Regions from separate parts of the Mus musculus genome. Here region 2 is linked to region 1. Evidence: chromatin contacts called from public ChIA-PET data. All regions are on one chromosome and are shown on one strand. Each heading gives the region's core, a stretch centred on a gene start, on an enhancer-like site or on the middle of the called end of the contact. The rest is flanking DNA. Distances are from core to core; before and after follow the strand shown.

The links. ChIA-PET counts read pairs in DNA pulled down with a chosen protein or histone mark.
Region 2: an SMC1A ChIA-PET map of the G1E-ER4 cell line shows a contact between it and region 1, with 6 read pairs. The contact joins two enhancer-like sites. A contact is called at or near these places in 4 of 39 promoter capture datasets (embryonic stem cells, hippocampal neurons, liver and 1 more), 3 of 15 datasets of contacts at CTCF or cohesin (the G1E-ER4 cell line, pro-B cells and stem cell-derived epiblast-like cells) and 12 of 484 Hi-C or Micro-C datasets (the C2C12 cell line, the G1E-ER4 cell line, the HL-1 cell line and 7 more).

What each region holds. Positions count from the first base shown.
Region 1 is chr1:73,035,421-73,038,528 of GRCm38.p6, forward strand. No RefSeq gene overlaps it. Among named protein-coding and RNA genes, the nearest start is that of 1700027A15Rik, 21 kb to the left of the region's middle. Within about 2 kb of position 1,266, at least 21 of the 459 cell types and tissues checked have an H3K27ac peak or open chromatin away from gene starts, as enhancers often do. A contact at or near this core is called in the G1E-ER4 cell line, where this site is marked.
Region 2 is chr1:73,271,025-73,273,997 of GRCm38.p6, forward strand. The region is part of intron 3 of Gm29185 (a long non-coding RNA gene); the gene reads left to right. Among named protein-coding and RNA genes, the nearest start is that of Gm31344, 91 kb to the right of the region's middle. Within about 2 kb of position 1,302, at least 9 of the 459 cell types and tissues checked have an H3K27ac peak or open chromatin away from gene starts, as enhancers often do. A contact at or near this core is called in the G1E-ER4 cell line, where this site is marked.

The sequences.
Region 1 (3,108 bases), core at 16-2,515:
ACCACAGGTGCACACTACCGCACATGGCTGTTTTCCCGGGTCCAGAGGATTTGGATTCAGGTCCTTCTGTTTATGGGAGACAAGCACTTTACCTGCTGAATCATCTTCCTCATCCACATACAGCTTATCTTTAATATTAGTTCGATGCAACCAAGAATTGCCTGGAAGAGTAACCTCAGTTGAATTGCCTACATCAGGTTGGCCTGTGGACATTCTCGATTGCTATTTATATAGGAGGGCCCAGCCTACTACGGGCGACAAGACTGTAGGCAGGTGGGCCTATGCTGTATAAGAAAGGCTATGTGAAGAAATCAATAAGCAACTTTTCCCCATGGTTTCTGCCTCTGTTCCTGTTTGAGCTCCTGTCCTGGGGCTTCCCTCAATGACGGTGTGTGACCTGGAGGTTTTAAATGATTTTCCAGGCTCTTCTCAACTGCAGATTGTTGGTTTGGAGTGTGTGGTCCTGGTGGCCCCACTTCACACCATCAAGAAGCATTTGTCCTGCTTCAAGGAGCCCGTTGGTGCAGTGTCTGGAGCTGTCTTGTCATGTTGTGTGACTTGGTGTTTTCAAAGTAATGTGTGCAGCTCCCATTCAGGTATAGACAAAGTGGTCCTCACCTTCCTGGTCGGTGAATGAAGGAACTGATGGAAAGAGATAAATAAGATGTGTGGGTGTGGGTGGGGCATATTCCTCTGTCAGGGAGCACACGGAGACTTGGAGAGATGAGACAAACATGTTCCTGTCTAACTAAAGAACCAAGGAATTGTTGTTACAACTCTAAACACTGCTCTGAGTGGATGGGTTCAGGTCTAGGTCCTCCATTTATCCTCTGATGGGTTAGTTATTGGAAAATGAACCACAAAGGGAGTAGAAATACAAGGGGCAAGACATGCTAAAGGGGAGGGGGCAAGAAAGGGTCCAAGGGGAGGGGGCAAGAAAGGGTCCGAGGAGATGGGAGAGTCTGAAGAAGGAAAACCTGATTCAAAAGGAAGGGGAAGAAAATATCTTCCCTGTATCCTGGGGCCATGAGTAGATGGCAGTGGTCTGGTGGGGGGCTCATCTATCTTACAGGCTTTCTAGGAGCTGACTGAGTCTGGAAACAGACTTTGGGGGCAAGTGGAGCTTTGCTGAAAGGCATCTGCTTGCCTCTGAGTACAAGAATACTGCCAGCTGGGGAGAAAAGTGCTCTGAGGCCTTCTGCCCTGAGAAGCCTGGCCTACTAGCCCGACTTGACCTAGGAGTAAAGTTCATCTCTTTTCCACAGTCTACCTCACTTCTCCCTCCCTGCTGTGCACCCCACCCCCTCAGATTCTCAGAACTCAGCCTCATTGGATTCCCGGAAATGGCTGGTGCAACTTGGTAACCAAATCCTCCGAATCCCTTTGTATATCTTTCTGCTTCTCTGCCCTCTCCACTGGTGTCCTTAGGGTTGTGTCTGGTTACAGAGTAGAGACCTGCCAAGCCAGGCTGACCCCTGTGGATGGTATTCAGCAAAATTCTAGGCTTGGATTCTCACAAGTGAGGGCCACTCTTCCCTCTCCCTGACCTGACTTTCTTGGAGGAGCTTGGTAGGCCTGGTCTTCCCCTTGCAGAGGCTTCTCCTTATACCCAGAGGTCTCCTCCTGACCAGGGGTCTCCACCTACCCAGGCTTCTCCACAAATTGAGGGATTCCAGGTCCTGGAAAGTGCATTTTCATTGTCCCCAGAGAAGTCTTTGATTTCTAACCCAGGCTGTAGGCTGTGGTTTCCTGTCCTGTATCTCCTTTGTCTAGAGCCTTCCTCTTCTCCGTGGGGAATTGTTATTATTTGTTGACTACATCTCATTAGATCAGAGAAGGGAATGGATGACATTAGAGTCTTTCTGGTAAAGAAATATAGCTTGGTTTGGTGGCAAAGGCTTATAAACAGGGAAGTCTAGGCATAATGGTTACTCAGGGGGCTGAGACAGGAGGATCACACGTTTGAAGCCAGCCAGGGTAACCCTGTACCAAAAAGAAAAATAAAAAGAGGCCCTAGAAGGTACTCAGTCGATAATGTATGTGCTTCACAGACACGAGGACCTGGTTTTGATCTCCAGCACCCACAAAAGAAGCCAGGCATGGTAGTATGTGTTCATAACATCAGCACTGGGGAGCTAGAGACAGGAAGATGTCAGCCAGTCTAGCCTAGTTGCTGAGCTCCCAGCCAGTAAGAGGCCTTGTCTCACAGGAGGTAGGTAGCATAGCATTCCTGAGGATGACACCCAACATTGTCCTCTGGGCTCCCCATACATGTGTATACATGTAGGTACTCACCTTCACACACATGTACACATACCTGCACACACACAAACGTGCATGCCCATGCACAATCCCATGGATTAAAAAAGTGTGTAGAGCTATAACCCAGTGACAGGATGCTTGCTATGCATGTGAGAGGCTTAGAATTAAAAACTGATCAGACACCTCAGTCCACACAACTAGGATGCTGCTTAGATCGTACATCCAAGAAACAGTCAAAGAGAGGGCCACAAAGAAGGGAAAAGTGAGGGAAGTTGACGAGGAGTGAAGTCTTTGTCTGGGTGCTTAGGGCTTCTGATGGGAGTACGTCGAAGGTTTGGGAGTAGGCTGTGTTTGCTAGCAAAGAAGGCTGGCATGTCTTTGGCTCTCACAAAATATTTGGACTCTGTAGTGGGCAGGCAATTGCTGAACAACAACAAAATCACACCGCTCAACTTCCTTACAGTACAACTGAGGGAAATGTAGTTGCCAGGAGGTCTCACGTCTCTGAGCTGTTCCACCCTAGACTGTGGGGGAGAGAAATGGCTGCCACTCCCCGGGTAGAGTCTGTCTCCTCAGTGGGGAGAAGGACCTGAGGAACAGCTTAGAGACTGGCTGTGTATTGACAGATGTGCTCAGTGTGGACAGAGACCGTGACAGCAGGTCCTCTTGTGCCTGGGCCAGCAGCATGTACTTCACCGAGAAAGAAACCGGTCAGACTTGCAGATCTTTCACCTCTCTCTGACTCAGTAAAGGATGCACAGCACAACCAGGGTCCAGCTAGGGCTGGTGGAACACAACTTTAGTTTGTGGGTACAGCACACAGGAGGCCCAGTGTCCCATCTTGAC
Region 2 (2,973 bases), core at 52-2,551, 240 kb after region 1:
CTGTTGAGAGAGCACAGCCATTATTCCCAAGTGTGTCTGCTGGCCTGCTGATTCTCATCTTGTTGGAACTAAAAGATGAAAATAGAAGTCCCTTTGTGCTTCCTGGGGCTCTTTCTCAGGAAGGATGCAGGAGCATCCTGGGCGGCCACATGGTGGAGAGAAAGGAACAGATGAAATCCAGGTCGTTGATTCTGATCTCTCATTTCTATGCAGAGTGATTCCATCTCTCTGCCTCTGAGCACAGCAGTCTCCATTTTACAAAGGAGAAGAGGATTTTATGCAGGAATCGAATGAGATCACGTGTCTGACATTTTATTTTTCCAATGTAAACATCATTTCTTTCTTCAGGGTTCTTACAGTACCTGGGACACATGGCAACTGTGCGTTCTCCTTTTTGAATGTGTAAAATATAGCTTTGGGTTTTGAAAATAAAATTTTGGTTTATTTTCCAGGAGTAACTAGTAAACAGCATTCTCTTTGTTTTTGACTGTTCCATACATCATACATTTCTATATAATGTATTATGTTTATATCCACCATATCACTCTCTTCTATACCTCTTCGTTAGCTCTGAGATTTCTTTTTTCCCACCTAATGTCCCAGTGTCTACACTATTAAACAAAATAGCATCCCATCTTCCAAGGATTGTCGATAGTTATTAGGCCCTCAGGAAGAGATGAGAGCTTTCTAGGGAGGGGAGCAGACACATCCTTTATCCATGGTGGGAAGTTAAAGGTTCAATCTTATGTGGGTTCCTTGTGACGATGTCAAATCTTGGTGGCAGTGTTATAGACTTAAATGAGAGAGGAAAATTGCCAAGATGCCATCTAAGAAGCCACACCAAGAACTCAGAGAAACAGAGAGGGAAGAGAAAGGATCAGGGAGATACCATGGAAGCAGTGGTCTTGTGTTGGGTCTAGGAATGTGTAAGATTTCAGTGTACAGCAGTAAATTAAAGGTGACAAGGTAAGGAGCCACACCCATGAGCCCCTAAGTGTCGCCTGACATTACAGCAGCACGCAGCGTGTTCAGTGTCAGTTTTTTGGCATTTGAACTGCAGATGAAACAAAATTACACAACTACAACTTCTAAATATTTCCCACAATCAGACTAATTTCAACATTGACAGAAGCAGAAAACCACTGTTTAGCCAAGATCCTACGGAATTTTCCTAGCCTCAGCTCTGAGCTTAGACAAAGAAGGGCTCAAATTCCCCCACTTTCCTTTCTTTTAACCACCCCTCTGTCCCAGCTTGAAGGACTATTATGCACAGGACTACAACCCCAAACAGGACTTTGACACTCGTCACCATGGTGATTAGAGAAGAGATTTGTTGCTGTTTTCCATGTAACAGGTGATAGGGACAATTATCTGCCTAACCAGCTGCCTAACCTGGTTGTGGACCAAGGTTATTTAGGCTGGTTCCCTATGAAAACAAAAACTTGAAAACCTTCCATGTTCCTTTTACCCTCTGGGTCTACCATGCATCTACTGGGGATGTGTTTCCTAGCAAGGCCCCTGGCTAACATTAGGGGCCTCTCTTAGGAGCCTCTGTTAGGTCTAACACCCCATGCACCCCTGTTCTGAAGACGTGGCACCCGCTGTGTCTCAGCAGTTCCCCATAAGCTGCCAGCCCCTGGCACAGACATTAGCTGTTAACTGTGTTTCCCCTGGAATACCCTGGATGAGCTGCTGACAGGGACCACAACTACTGTTTGCATTTCCTAATTTAAAAAAACAAAAACAAAAACAAAGTGTGTGTGTGTTTGGCAATAGAGGAAAGTCAAGTCAGGCAGGCAAGTTCAGAGTCCAGCCATAGGGGAGAGGGTCCTGGGTCCCCTCCATTGAAGTGTTTGGGGGAGAGCAGGGTTCCCAGAAGATGAGGTGACTTTCAGAGAAGGACAGCATCCCTGTAACCCCAGGCACATCTCTGAAAACAGAGCTGAGAGAGAGTCACAAGTTGGAGCATACTAGTAAGCTAATAAAAGTGTTAAGAAGTAAGACAACATAAAAAAAAAAAACTGATAACTGGAACTCAGGAGAAACAAGAATTCTGAAAAGGATCCTGAAGACTGTTGGCTGAAGCCAAGTTAACAGTCCACGATATTATTACGAGACTCAGCAAACCTAACACTAAAAGAGCATTCATTACCCCAGGGACAATGCCAGAAGGAGATCAGCTCCTGAGAGAACTGTGTGGGTGGAACCAGAGAGCAAGAGTTGAGAGTGGGACAAAGGACTGGAGTTACAGCTTGAAGAAACTGGGGTCTGCATTTAGAAAGATAAGAAGACAGAAGAGGTTCTCATTTAAAAAAAACAGGACATGTCTGCCAGAGACACAGGGCTCCTTCATTCAATGTAAACTCAGAAAAATAACACACTGTATTCACACATATAAAACATATGCATTTCTTTTTAAAAAAAAAATGAAAACAAAACAAAGCAAATCAACCAACCAAACTCCAAACAACCTGGAGGCCATTGGTCTAAGACCTCAGAGTGATGATAACTTATAAAACCTCGGGATGGAGAGTGTGTCTCTTAATTATTTCAATTGACTATATGAAATTACTCATACATTCATTGTCTCCAAAGAGATAATCAGAAAAATGCTAACAAAAGGACACCTTTGCACTGTTTTTGATGCTGCAAGAGACTCTGCTGCTATTAAATAATGTTTTTCTGAGCCCCAGCTTAAGTCTATCTCTCGGTCTCTATCACCTATGCACCATCTTTAGAGAAAAGAGTATCTTCTCCATGATTACGGTATCATGAGTCCTTTTTTTCCCCTTTATGATATTAAATGTAACTGTTAAAAAATGAAATGAAAGAAAACCCAAGTCTTCATTCCTAGATGTGATTTCCATTCTCCAGAGCCACATTCTTGACTGATTTTTTTTTCCCTGATTCACATTTGGCTGAGCTAACATGATTGGCTCTTTTGAATTTGGAAAGATACTTCTTCACTGACCC